Regions from separate parts of the Mus musculus genome. Here regions 1 and 3 are each linked to region 2. The links are chromatin contacts, called in public promoter capture Hi-C maps. All regions are on one chromosome and are shown on one strand. The core of a region is the stretch at or near the end of the contact, and the rest is flanking DNA. Distances in the headings are between cores, read along the strand shown.

The links. Promoter capture Hi-C pulls out the DNA fragments that hold promoters and counts their contacts.
Region 1: a promoter capture Hi-C map of pre-B cells shows a contact between it and region 2. The contact joins the promoter of Hyls1 here to the promoter of Ncapd3 in region 2. A contact is called at or near these places in 1 of 39 promoter capture datasets (pre-B cells) and 2 of 484 Hi-C or Micro-C datasets (CD4 T cells and CD8 T cells).
Region 3: a contact with region 2 is called in a promoter capture Hi-C map of pre-B cells, with 3 times the contacts expected there. The contact joins the promoter of Srpr here to the promoter of Ncapd3 in region 2. A contact is called at or near these places in 2 of 39 promoter capture datasets (pre-B cells and second pharyngeal arch cranial neural crest) and 2 of 484 Hi-C or Micro-C datasets (CD4 T cells and CD8 T cells).

What each region holds. Positions count from the first base shown.
Region 1 is chr9:35,567,298-35,571,932 of GRCm38.p6, forward strand. It overlaps Hyls1 (HYLS1, centriolar and ciliogenesis associated), which reads right to left and starts at 2,772. Exons shown (of 4, transcript NM_029762.1): 1 at 2,580-2,772; 2 at 1,158-1,208. It overlaps Pus3 (pseudouridine synthase 3), which reads left to right. Exons shown (of 5, transcript NM_023292.5): 5 at 1-104.
Region 2 is chr9:27,027,959-27,032,154 of GRCm38.p6, forward strand. Ncapd3 (non-SMC condensin II complex, subunit D3) reads left to right here and starts at 2,207. Exons shown (of 36, transcript NM_178113.4): 1 at 2,207-2,541; 2 at 2,665-2,872. The coding sequence starts at 2,812. Vps26b (VPS26 retromer complex component B) reads right to left here and starts at 2,136. Exons shown (of 6, transcript NM_178027.4): 1 at 1,441-2,136. The coding sequence starts at 1,663.
Region 3 is chr9:35,208,761-35,213,570 of GRCm38.p6, forward strand. Srpr (signal recognition particle receptor ('docking protein')) reads left to right here and starts at 2,443. Exons shown (of 14, transcript NM_026130.1): 1 at 2,443-2,645; 2 at 3,232-3,315; 3 at 3,588-3,751; 4 at 3,960-4,120; 5 at 4,370-4,526; 6 at 4,623-4,776. The coding sequence starts at 2,529. Foxred1 (FAD-dependent oxidoreductase domain containing 1) reads right to left here and starts at 2,295. Exons shown (of 11, transcript NM_001291448.1): 1 at 2,047-2,295; 2 at 1,185-1,405; 3 at 656-769; 4 at 278-396. The coding sequence starts at 2,131.

The sequences.
Region 1 (4,635 bases), core at 1,522-4,021, 8.5 Mb after region 2:
CAACATGTTTTAACGAGGCAGCTAAGTACAGAGGCAGAGAAACTTTTTAGTAAGGGTAGGAGTAAAAACTTTTAGGTTCTGAATAAAATGATATATTGAACTCATCTTAGGACCCTTTAGAGTTGTGAAAACATTTTTGTTTCTTGTTGACCAAGTTCTGGAAGGTTCAACTTTGCAGAACTTGAGACAGAAGAAAGAAAAAAGTTTTGAGTCTCAAGGTGTGGAGGCAAACACCTATACTCCCAGCCTTTGGGTGGAGACAGAATCTAAGTTCAAAGTTTTCACCACACAGTGACTTGAAGGCCAACCTGGGCTATTAGAAACCCTTTCTCAACAACCACACATGAAAAAGCTTTGAACCCAAGGTGGAAAATACAAGTTTCCTAAAGGGTTGGAAATTAGCAAAATACTTAGTATGGCTGGAAATTGACAAAAAGTTAATTTGGGTAAGCAGTGTGTCACATTCATTATTTTCTAGAACCACAGAGAAATTTTAAAAGAAATTATGTAGGAAAAGTATTACTAATATTTATAAATGCTAATATGTACTGAAGCATACACAATTCTTAACTCATTGCAAAGTAACTTAGCAAAGTAACCTTAGCAAAATAACTTAGGTTTCTACCTTAGTCACCTGTCACTATAGTAGCGTTATGCAGATTTATTAAACAAATAAAACCGAAGTTCAAGACCCAAAACACACCATATCCTGAAACTGCTAACTAAAGGAACATGTAAGAACACACAGTATTTACAGTATTCTGGTGCTGCCTAAATGCTAGGGCTCCTAGCGTTGGAGGATGGTAGAGAATTGAAGATTTCAGGAAAGAGTTCCAGTTTAGAAGATCAAAGAGCATAAGATGGGTGAGTAACTTGTGCAGAAGTGTACAGCACAGTACTAACTTTCACGGCCCAGCAGAGGAGCCAGGAAAGCAGTGACACAAGTCACTTGTCATGGAACAGTCTTAAAAAGGACTGCTTTGTCTTTGAATTTTTAAAATTCTGAAGAGTTTTGTGTGTGTGTGTGTGTGAGTTCAAGTGTTCATGGAGGTCAGGAGAAGGCATCTTTTGAGTCCTTGGAGCTGAAATTCGAGGTATTTGTAAGGCGTCCATTGGGCACTGGGATCCCAACTCTGAGCCTCAGAGCAGTTTCTTACCTTATTTTGTTTTTCCTTGACTGGCTGTATTTGAGTTAACAAAAAGGAAACCTAGAAAAGAAAAACTGACTTTAAGAAACATTCTTATTTAAAAAGTCATTTCTAAAGCACAGTACATTGGGGCAGGAGTGGGGTGGGGGAGCCCTAACTGAAGGGTGTTAGTTACACTCTGGAGTCTATAGAAGCAAGAGTTCAAGGCTGAGGCAAATCCTCTTAAGAGGTTGTCTGGGGATGAATATAAAAGAAAATGGGTTCAGTTAGCTTCTTGGTTGTCATCACAGAAGCAGTCAATGAGAAGCTCCTAAAGGTATTTTTACAAAATTACTTCAGAGAGAGAATATTTATACAAACTCCAAAGTAGGACTGAATGTTAGAAAAATGTAAAGTAGGGAATAAAGCTTACTTCACTTAAAAAGTGGAATTACTTCAAAAGGTTTTGAAGTTTAATTGAGACATGTATATATCTCTTCTGGAGTTGGCCTGGGGTGATTTTAGACTAAAGCCAAGATGATTTTTAATGGCATCCTTACAGTGATAAAGTCCTGTTCCTTTGTGTTCAAATTATGTCCCCTTCATTTTTACACCTCAAATATGTAGATGCTTACAAGTGAAATGCAACTTCTCATGTTTATAGGTTATACTCAGTTCCTTTGCTTACAACGATCTCACAAGCTAAGCCATCTTATATATCGAGGATAAATATGGGTAATAGTGACTAAAATTACCTTTCCCTTAAAAACAAAAAACCCTCAAACAGTTTAATGCTCCAGGATTACCTAGTTACAGTAAAAAGATTCAGGGCTGGGGGGTGGGGTGGGATTTTTAACCCTTTAAATTCCTGTATTTGGCTATAACTGAAATTATGGTGCAATTTAACTTCTAAATTGAATGACAAACTGCTCTCTAGAAAAACTGATTATTACCTCAACACACGCGTTAGAGTGCCTCTATTTTCACTTTCATCAGCACTGCACACTGAAAAAACCTAGCCAACTTGAAAGAAAGGGCACAGTGATATTTTTGTTTGTATTGTATAGTTTTTATACGGGTTTTCTCACTCTTTCTGGGGTAAGATCACCCAGAGGGGTTCCTTCAGTTTTACTTGCTATCCTAAATCCTAAGCAAGCCGGCTGTACACTTGAATCCACGGAAGGTGTAACCCAAACCTGAGGCTACTTCCCTGCTCTTCCAACAATAACACCACCAGTCGCACCATCTGGCCACGGGCGTGCCGTGAGCTCGACTTCCCCAGGGACCCGTCCCCGTTTCCATGCTGGCAGGGAGGGCTCTGTCCACTCGCTTGCCCACCGGGCAAAAGTGGCGCAGGCAAGGTGTACATTACATTGTGACCTGCAGGGGCTTGGGCGGCCTGTGCTCGGGCTGCGAGTTAAAGACGTCCCGAGCAACGCTGCCGAGATTTACCTTGAACGCCAGAACCTGGCAGGGAAGAAAACGCGAATCCACGCGCAGCGGCCGAGGGAAAGAGCGTGGGCTCCGCTGCACCCTGTCCCAGGAAAGGTCCACCGCTCCGGCTCCGTGATCCTCACCAGCCTCGGCCGCCGCTGCCCAGGGTCTAGCAGTCGCGGCTCACCCCGGAACGCTGTTTCCCACTCGCGCAGGCGCACGACACCTCCACGTTCAGCGTAGTCGTTAACGGTCCGCTGTTCAAGTTTAAATCCCGAAGAGAGCCCACGCCTTTGGCTCCGCCCACCATCTCTCTCGTTGGTCCAGAGGCCAGACGTTCTCCACGTCTACATAACGATTGGTGCACATTTTCTCTAAGCCCTCCCCAACCTCGGGCCCGGAAGCGGGGTTTGGGGCGTGGAGCTGAAGTGGGAACCCGCCGGACCGTGGCGCGGAATCTGTTTCTTGGTCGTGTGGGTGTTAGTCTGGCGGTTAGGCAACGGGCTGGCCCTGCTCCGTGCCGCAGCCGCTCTTGGCTGTGGCCGGCGGCGTCGGAGGGTAGCGGAGGGGAGGGTTCTGGGGCGTGGCTGGCCCGGCTCGTGAGTCGGTCTCCACTGCAACCCGCGATAGGACCGCCCGACCAATTCCAGCTGCAGCGGTCCCCGCGGCACGGTATGCACTCTTCCAGAACGCACTATTATTGCCCTCCTTTTCTAGCGTACTGTTAACAAAATAGTATAATAAAAATATTACATGTATGTCTGACGTTTACAATGATTTGTGTACTTACAAAGAAAAAAAAAGGGACCCTAGTGCTTTGGGGACTACTGAGGGTAAGATCGGAAAAGAGGCCCCCATCCCCCGTACTTTAACTTTCTACATCAAATACAAATAGGTGTTTATTTCTTAATATATAGAAAGCTGGGTTGTTAAGATAGCTCTGGGGTTAAGAGCACGGGTTGCTCTTCCATAGGTCCTGAGTTCAATTCCTAGTAATCACATAGTTGCACATGGTTGGCTCATAAAGGGATCTTATGCTCTCTTCTGGGAGCGGGTGTTCATCAGACAGAGCACTCATACGTACCCCCACCCCTCAAATGCTAGAATGCTTAAATCTTCCAAACAATTCTTTTTTTGTTGAGGTTTTTTTTTTTTTTTTTTGCTTTTTGAGACAGGGTTTCTCTGTATATCCCTGGCTGTCCTGGAATTTACTTTGTAGACCAGGCTGGCCTCAAACTCAGAAATCCACCTGCCTCTGCCTCTTATCACTTGCCTACTTAGCTTTTTAATCAGGGCCCTTGCTCTACCTCTGAGGCAGTTAAGAATTTATGAAAACTGAATGACTACCCCTTGATGGACAATGTGACACTACTTTATTACACACATTCTTAGGACAAATATCCTGCTTTCATGTAATGCTTGTATGGAATTTCCTTTAGCATGGAACCTCCAGCTAATGTGTCTTAAGCAAGGTTAGATGATTCATTTTCTTACCTACTTTTGGACATTCAGCTTCATTTCTATACCTCAAAGTTAGGAGCTTGCCATGTAGCCCAGGCTGGCCTTGATGTAGGCAGATGGCAGACTCAGATTTGAGAAACAGAACAAAGGTAGGCAGTAGAGATGAGCTTAAGAGGTAGGTCATGTAGGCCAATGGGAGCAAATCTGACTTTAGCCAAAGAACTATGGAACTGGGTATCTGAAGCAGAATTGGGGCATGCTATGAAATACTCAGGTTTATTCTTGAAATTATTTTCTTTCCTTGAGAATAATGGATTAGAGGAATGCACAATTTTATGTAAAATCTGAATGAGACATAATTGCATATTCGAGGCATAGGTTGTGGTACGTAGGCTAGGATGGTAATGGCCAGGATATTAAGAAGGGGAAAGACAGATATATTTTGTGTCTATGACCAGAACACATATTTTATAAGGCTGAGGTGTGAGAGATCAAGTGTGGTTTCTTAGTTCATAGATTTCTGGCTGGTGCAGCTGAATGTTCTTTTCTCGAACAGGAGATACTGGAAAAAGACTTTTTTGGGTGAGGTAGAGTTAAGCTTTGAGCACATTGT
Region 2 (4,196 bases), core at 957-3,456:
GATGTAGTAGTCACTTTAAAACTCCTACTTAAAATGCCAATTCTCAGTCGGCAAGTACTGACTGCTTCATATATCATGCTTATATAGAGTGCTTTGGATGGATATAATGTATATAATCTGACCTGTGATTCTTTACTAGGACTGGCTTCATCCACCTTGGGATACACAGCGATACCGCAAGGCACGACTGTGTGAGGGGATGCCCTGGCAAAAGGGAACAAACAGATGAGATGTATGCTCAACTCTTAGCATGTGAACTTAGCAAGCTGTCCCAAGCAAGTGGCTAAAATCAGTGTCCATATGTGCAGTAGGGGATACAGGGTAGGGATTTTCTGATTGGTGTTCATTATCCACAGGGCACAACCTACTGGTGACTTCATGATACGAATGTTTTATTTTTTGAAGTACCCAAGCACTTTGATGACACAAAAGACTCCAAATACTTAGACTGGGTGACAAGCCAGTCATGATGGGCAGCTCCCCAAATCTTCGTGGGGTTTTGTTTTATTTTGAAACAGGGTCTCACTATGCAATGGCAGCTGGCCTAGAACTCACTATGTGAACCAGGCTGGCCTTCAACTCAGAGATCTACCTGTCTCAGCCTCCCAAGTGCTGCAATTTAAGGCATGTGCCACCAAACTCACCTCTCACCTGGCTCCCCAAATATTTTGTTTTACCGCCTTCCCTTGTCTATCTAGTTCTATTAGAACTAACAATATTTGAAGGTGACTATTGAGCACTGCAAATTTTTGATCATTTAATTATAGTCTTTGCAGCATCACTTCTTTGACTTTAAGGAGAAAATCAGACAACTAAATACCAGCATGGTACTAAGGAAGTTTGAGAAATAGAGGCAGTCAGAAAGAGGCAGGTTACAGGTATTCAAAACATGCACATGCAATGTAATACAGAATGGAGGTGAGATAGATAGACGGAATTTATGAGCCCGGTCCACTGCACTGTATTTTAAAGGGGGAGGAGGGATGATGGATAGGTGGGTGGGGTCACTGCTTAACTTTGGATTGGATCTGACAGCTGTAGCTGTCAAACCCACCTGCAGGATACTGTCTACCACACTATGAAATCCCGGTTACTAGAAGCAAAGCTGGAAGCATACTGCAGAGACAATGGGGATATCCAAGCACCAGGTGAGCATCCGACCATACAGCAGAGGGCTCCCTACCCTATCTAGGCTGTCCCCACCTCCCCAGCAGCACGCTGTCACTTTTGGCACGGAAGAAGGTAATGAATGCATGGGGGAGTCGCCCACGGGCGGGACTCGTGGGTGAATCTCAGGCTTTAGATTACAGTTGAAAAGAACCTGTCGCAGGCCTCGCAGGAGCTGGGCACTGAAAATCTCTGCTCCCAGCCCGTCCCACACTCGAGTCCAGGGGCAGGCTGACGTCCCGGTTTTGGGAAGGTCCCAGGGAATAGACTCACCGATCTGCCCAATGAACTCGATCTTGATGCCCTGGTGCTCTAGTCGCTTGTTGGGGTTCTTCAGTGATAGGCTCACTTTCCCCGAGACGGTTTCCCCGTCGTAGAAGAGGAAATATTTCTCCTTCTTCCCGTCCTCAGTCTTGTGCTCCGCTCGCTTCCTACTCTCCGCATCATTCAGCAAGATTTCCACCTCCACGCTCTGCCCGAAGCCGAAGAAGCTCATCTCCCCGCCTGGCCGCGCCGGTGTCGGCACAGACTGCTCCCTCCCTCCCAGGCGCGAGCTGCCTTCGGGGAAGGCAGGCCGGAGGGCCGGCTGCGGGAACGCGCTGGACGCTGCACCGCAGCCCCGCTCGCTCTGAGCTGGGCGGTGGGCGATCGCCGATGGCCTGCGCCCCTGGGGTGAGGCAGGGCGGAGGAAGGAGGTCGGCTGCGGGTTGCGGCGCCCAGAGCAGCGATGCACCGAGAGGCCAGACACAGTACCAACGCAGATCCTGGCGGTGCAGCGACTAGGGCCCTGGGAGGAAAGGCGCCAAGCACGCGCGTCTCGTCGCCCACCGGGTGGGGTCCAGCGCCCAGCCGCACACACAGAACTGCCTGGACTCCCGCGGCGTAACGCACCGAAGTGCTACGGCGGCGCCGGGCGGGGGAAGGGGCAGGAGAACTCCGGCCCGGATGCGAAGATGATGCCACGCGCACGCGCACGTCTTCTCTCCCCCCCCCCCCCCTCGCTTTCCCTACCCCCTCCAGGCCGTCAAGGGGTGCGCTCATCTGCGCATGTGCAGTGCCAAAGGGCGCTTTGTTTACATGGCGGCTCTGGCCTCTCTCCAGTAGAACTCGGGCCCAGATGTTCCGTCAAGTCCTAGCACTGCAAGTGCCTCCTTGTAATATTCCGGTTGCATTTCTCTTCCTTCTTAGCCTGATAAACGCCAGGCTACTCTTCACATTTGAATACGAGCAACGCTTGCGTGCTGTCTGACGGGATGAGGTGCCTTTCCCATGCACGCTCAGTGTCACCGGAAGGGGCAAATGTGACCGCTACTACAGGAAGTATGCTGTCCCCGCTGGCCTCTAGGTTCCCTGCCGTGTAAGAACGATATGACGGTAAGAAAAACACTAGTGACGTCCTGACCCCAACATTAACTGGAATGCTAAGGGAAAAAGAAAAAGTCCTCGCTAGCCTTGTTTAACTTCCAGTCTTTGCCCCGCCCACTTATGCGCACGCAGTGGGCGACCCAGCCCATTGGCTTGGGTTACGAACACGGCTCAGCGCGGTGATTGGTCGATTGTAAATCCCGAACGTTGTGACTGGTCCGCCAAAACGTCTCAGAGCGCGCGCGGGAGCGACGGCGAGCCGGTACGTCCACGGTCGGAATGGCGCTGCAGGATCTTGGAGAAAACTTGCAGCCTTGGTGTCCGCTGGGTCTCAGCCTCGGTGAGGAAACGCAGCCGCGGGTTCTGGGTTCGGGGCTTGGGGTGTTTTGTTCCGCCTAATGTATCCAAGCTTGCGTCTCGGTGAGGGTAGGGGTAGGGGTGGGGGAAGGGGAAGCCCTGGTCTCTGCACTGACCGTGAGCCCCAGGATTGTGACAATCTGCCCGGGTGAAGGCCAGCCAAACTTACGGTGGGATCTGAGTCCAGACGAGTAATTGGTAGAAAAGAGAGCTAAACTGTTCTAGCATGCGGGAGGTCGAGGCTGGAGGATTGCCATGAGTTCAAGACCATCCTGGGCCACACAAATGAATTTAAACCAGTCTCAATAATAATAATAATAAAACAATAATAATAGGAGTGTCTCAGTGATAATAACAATAGCAGCAGCAACATGAAAAGCTAATAATTGGCCTTTAATAGTGCTAGTGCCTCAGTTATCTCCATCTGTCACCTTTGTTCTACCTAGTCTTGCTGGAGTCCTAAGTCTATTCCCCAGGTGGTTTTAAACAGACAATCTCAATGTTCAGGTTGATTTTTTTTTTCTTAGAATTTGTGATCATAAATTCAGCTAGATGGTTCTTGTACCGGCTGGTTTTGTGTGTCAGCTTGACACAGGCTGGAGTTATCACAGAGAAAGGAGTCTCAGTTGGGAAAATGCCTCCATGAGATCCAATTGTAAGGCATTTTCTCAATTAGTGATAAAGTGGGGAGGTCCCCTTATGGGTGGTGTCATCTCTGGGCTGGTAGTCTTGGTTCTATAAGAGAGCAGGCTGAGCAAGCCAGGAGAAGCAAGCCAGTAAAGAACATCCCTCCATGGCCTCTGCATCAGCTCCTGCTTTTTGACTTGCTTGGGTTCCAGTCCTGACTTCCTTTGGTGATGAACAGCAGTGTGGAAATTTAGGCTGAATAAACCCTTTCCTCCCGAACTGCTTCTTGATCATGATGCTTTTTGTCCAGGAATAGAAACCCTGACTAAGACAGTTCTCTTGAAGACTTCATTAGATGTCCGAATGAAATCAAGATTCCCAAAGCCAGCTGGTTGAGCCAGTTAAATCACAAACCTGAGGGTTTTCTCTTTCATGCCTATTGCCCCCTCTTGTCCCCATAGCCAAGGAAGGCAATTTCAGGATAATCCCTAACTGCTTACTGATGCAGTCAGTCACTGTCTCCTGTACACCCTGCATTGCCTCCTTTGAAGGTACAGGCTTGCTTGTGTCAGCTCTTTGGGCCTTTCCTACTTGTTTTCTAAATAGATGACCAGTCCATTGGCCTACCATATAAGAGGAGGTGTGGAAGTCCTTTCTCCAAGCACAATATGACATCAGAA
Region 3 (4,810 bases), core at 1,193-3,692, 8.2 Mb after region 2:
ATTCTTGTTAGAAGCCCAGTACCCTGGCCACTCCCTAGAGATTCTGGTTTGTTAGGTTTGGGAGTATCTTACATGGGTGCTAAGTGTCCACGACTGGGCGATAGTCCTCGTCATGGGGCCTTGAAGGTTAAATAGGCCCATTTTTCCTGATAATAAGAGCTACTAATGAGGAGATTCTTATGACTTGACCTTCAGCTTCCCGATTTCTAACTTGGTATAAGAGCTCAGTGAAGTATGTGAAGCCAAGAAGCAGCTCAGGGCAGTGCTGGGCACCCACCTTTGCATTTTCACATTGTTTTCCAAGGTGGCAGCATCCTTTTCTGAAGCTAGCAAGAGACAGCCGGAAGGGTTGAACTGAAGTTCCACAGGAGGAGCATCCACCACAGCCAGGTACTCCTGAGTGCAAAGAAAAAGAGCTGCTCTCCAAGGAGGCTGACAAAAGGGAACCTCCCTGGCCTCACCACAGCTCCAGGAGCAGTGGCCCAGATCAGGACAAACCCTTCTCTAGGCACCAACACTGGAAGACAGTCAAGGATCCCAATATCTTGTTGCCTCAAACACACTCTTCTCCTTGGTTCCCCTTACCAGCTAGGCTACTGATCTCTGGGCTAAAGAAGGGACTCCCACCCCAGCCTTCAAATCTTACTGTACATACATTTATGTTCCGGAGAAAGTTGATTGAAAAGAGTGAGAGCTGGACATTCTCAGGCACGGAAAACTGCTGCCAAATCCCGCCCACAGAAGGCCCTGTGGAGGAAGCCCGTGAATACTGTGAAAAGAAAAACCGACGTAGACTGTCATGATGTAATATATAATGGAATCCTGCAATGGAAGCTGTCAGTTATACATTTAAATGCAAAGGGGAATCATTTTTCAAGGAGCAAGTATGGGTAAATGTTCTGGAGCACGTGTAATCGGAGCACTTGGGAGGCACAGAATGGAAAATGCTGAGTTCAGGGCCAGCTTCAGCCATATATTGAAACCCCATCTCCAAAGAGATTAAACAACAGTAGCAAAGTCTCTTCCCCTTCCCCAACAAAACAATGTTATTGCTGCGGGTCTTTGTTGAGGGAGGAAGAGCCTGGAACTATTTCTTAAGCTCCAAAGTCCAAAGCACAGTCCCTGCCCTCAATGCCACAGTCTGTGTCCTCAATAAGATGACTGCCCTTACTCCCTGACCTCACCGTGTGGTCCTGCTCCACCACCAGCACCCGAATGGCACCTCTTCTACTCTCCAGCTTCTTCAGCCAAAAGGCCACAGACAGACCAAGAATCCCACCTCCTATGATGACCACATCCGCCTGTTCTGGGGGCAGGTGGCTGGTGTCATACAGCACTTCATATTTCTTTCCAGGCAGGATGGAATCAACCTTCTTCTTAAAGTCAGACACCTTTGCATCCCAGTCTGCAGGACATAGTTACAGTTAGATGACTTATGTTCTTTTCTGCGTGGTTGGGGGTTGGAGGATGGGTACAGGAAAAGGGGGGCTGAAATAGGCATTTGGATTGCCACACCTCCAATGTCATCCTTTCTCATAAGATCAACTCATATGCAGCAGTATTGTTAGAACTTTGTTGTTTGGTCTTTGTCCCACCAGGCCCCAATATCATGGATCTCTAACACTGGAAGATTCAACTTCCTGAAATTACTTTCTGTTTCCCCATCAAGCGAGATGTGACTCACATTATTTAGCTCTTGCAGATCTCTCTCCCTCCTGAACCCCATTCTCAGATATGCCAGGCCCAGGGAACGAGTCCCTAGTATACTTCATACTGCACAGCCTTCTAAAGCCGGGCACCTTTGTAATGGTTTCTTATCCTTATCCATCATCGCCAGCAAGCTTCCATTTATATGGCATTGTCCACTGGGAAGTGCCTCCTTGAGAGCCATACACTTGCCTCGGCTCTTTGACCTTTAGTAGGCAAGCCTACCCCTTCCCCCAGCTAACTCGCTGTCCCGCCCGCACGAGGCAGGGGGTCGAACCTTGAAGGTCACATCTATGGAGGGTTTGGGCTCCCCAGAACCACTGCTGCCCTCAGCTTTACCCAGAGTAAAGCCTCCTTTGCGTGTGCGTAGCCCCCGGTATGGGAGGCCCGGGCCCAAGCCAAGACGCAGCGCTCTGCGAAACATGGCCTTAGAGCCCGGCTTCTTTCAGCTTGAGGTGGGTTCCCCTCAAGCCGACTCTGTCCTTCCTGTCATCGGTCCGCGCCACGGGGAATAGACACGAACGCGCCGATTAGCCGGCAGTGCTCTTCAGGCTCCACCCCTCCACGCTATAGGGGAGCTATCGCCTCTGGAGTCCCGCCCCTGTGTGCTATTGGTCAGGCTTGAGTCTACGTCATCTCGCGCGCCCTGAGCGGGAAAGGGGCGGGACCACGGAGGCTCGTAGCGGAAGTGCGGCTGAACCGGTTTCCGGGGGCTGCTGGTGTGACGTGTCCCGCGCTTGGCGCAGCAGGAAGCGGCGGCGGCGGACGCGGCCCGAGTTCCCGGCCCCGGTCTCGGCCTCAAGTCTTCTCCCGCTTCCGTCATGCTTGACTTCTTCACCATCTTCTCGAAGGGCGGGCTTGTGCTCTGGTGTTTCCAGGGCGTGAGCGACTCGTGCACCGGGCCCGTCAACGCGTTGATTCGTTCCGTACTGCTGCAGGTACCACCCCCGCGGGGCAGAACTCCGGGCTGTCGTCCCTCAGACCCAGACTGTGGTCCCCTTTCCAGTAGTCACTCCGCACTTTCCGTTCTGATCTCCTCAAACTGGTCGGTTACCGGCCACCCAGGATCGACTTCCTTGCCTGGATCACAGTATCCCGAAACTTTGCGACGCCCCCCACTCCTCCCGTTTCCGGGGCTCTAGCCACGTTCTGGCGTCCTAATGGACTCGAACTCCCTCTCCACTCATCCGAGCAGCGTGGTTTTCTGCTGTTTTGACGTTGGGTGAAACTGTGGATGCGAGAACACCTTTCAGGAACAGTAGATGGTTCACAGCTGCTAGAAGATCTGATTGTTTATATATGACTGTTTACTTCCTGGCTCCCACGTGTCCTGTCTCCTGTCCCAGCTTTACCCCTTGTCCTTACCTGGTGTCTGTCTGTCTGTCTTTTTTTCTCACGGGGTGCTAGAAATGTCCCAGAACTCCCTTGTTGAGGGCAGGATTATATCTGGTTATTTCCCAAACGTAGTCCAAAGTCTGGTTTTGCTGTGGATGTAGCCTGACTGCTGAAACGCTCTTTTTCCAGGAACGGGGCGGTAACAACTCTTTCACTCATGAGGCTCTCACACTCAAGTATAAACTGGACAACCAGTTTGAGCTGGTGTTTGTGGTAAGTGGGGGTATGTTAGAAAGACAAGTTATGTTCTCAACAGCATCCCCACTGATGAACCTAATTAATTGTGGGTATTGTGTATGTGATAAAGTGATAGAAAAAAGTTAGGAATGTGGAGGGGAGAAAGCAAGCGACTTCTGGGTAAGATTGTAAGCTTGGCTCTCCCGGGGCAGGAAACCTATCTCTGGAGGCTTGGGTTGAGTTGGCTTCCTTCCATTCTGGGCTGGCATGTAAGGAGATCTATTGGCTCCGTCTCCTTCCATAAACAGGTTGGCTTTCAGAAGATCCTCACGCTGACCTATGTAGACAAGTTGATAGATGATGTGCACCGACTGTTCCGGGATAAGTATCGCACAGAGATCCAACAACAGAGTGCTTTAAGTCTATTGAATGGCACATTTGATTTCCAAAATGACTTCCTGCGGCTCCTTCGGTGAGAGGCTTTCCTCCGTTCAAAGGGAAAATTTTCATGATTTAAGAGTGCCTGCCTGTCGGTGGCGCATCAATATTTACATGGGTTCAAACCAGTCACATTTTGTAGCTTGTTTCTTATAGTCCTTTTGATATGTGGGATCTTTTTCTTAAGTCAGAGTTGTCCTCTTGTATGGGTAGAAAGACCAACTAGTCTCTTTTCTCTTTAGTGAAGCAGAGGAGAGCAGTAAGATCCGTGCTCCCACTACCATGAAGAAATTTGAAGATTCTGAAAAAGCTAAGAAACCTGTGAGGTCCATGATTGAAACACGGGGGGAAAAGACCAAGGAAAAAGCAAAAAACAACAAAAAAAGGGGGGCCAAAAAGGAAGGTGTGTTTGAGTTTCCTGACCCTGCTAGGGCATACAAGATGTTAGCATAGTATTATAAAACTCTGTGGTACTCTTTGACATTGCTAGCCTCCTTTAACTTAATGCTCACCACCCTATCACTCCCTTGAGGCATTGTAGTCTCCAAGGTGTTTGGTCCAAGTTGCTCTTTAGGATTTGGAAGAACTGTAGTTATTACCTGGGTGGTTGGGATTTATGTTTCTTTTCCTCCAGTGAGGTTTCTTTTAACAGGTTCTGATGGCACTTTGGCTACTAGCAAAACAGCCCCTGCAGAAAAGTCAGGTCTCTCAGCGGGACCTGAGAATGGAGAACTTTCCAAAGAGGAGCTGATCCGTAGGAAGAGAGAGGAGTTCATTCAGAAGCATGGCAAGGGTCTGGACAAATCCAGGTCAGCACTGTTACCCTGTCTCTGGTGACTGTTACCCAGCTGTGCTGGGGCCAGGGGACTCTCCTCTCATGTTCCTTCCTATGTCATCCTTTGCAGTAAATCTACAAAGTCAGATACTCCAAAGGAGAAGGGCAAAAAAGCACCCCGGGTGTGGGAACTAGGTGGCTGTGCTAACAAGGAAGTCTTGGATTACAGTACTCCCACCACCAATGGAACTCCAGAGGCAGCCCTTTCTGAAGATATCAACTTGGTAAGATGCATAAAGGTCAGAGTGAAGATCACCA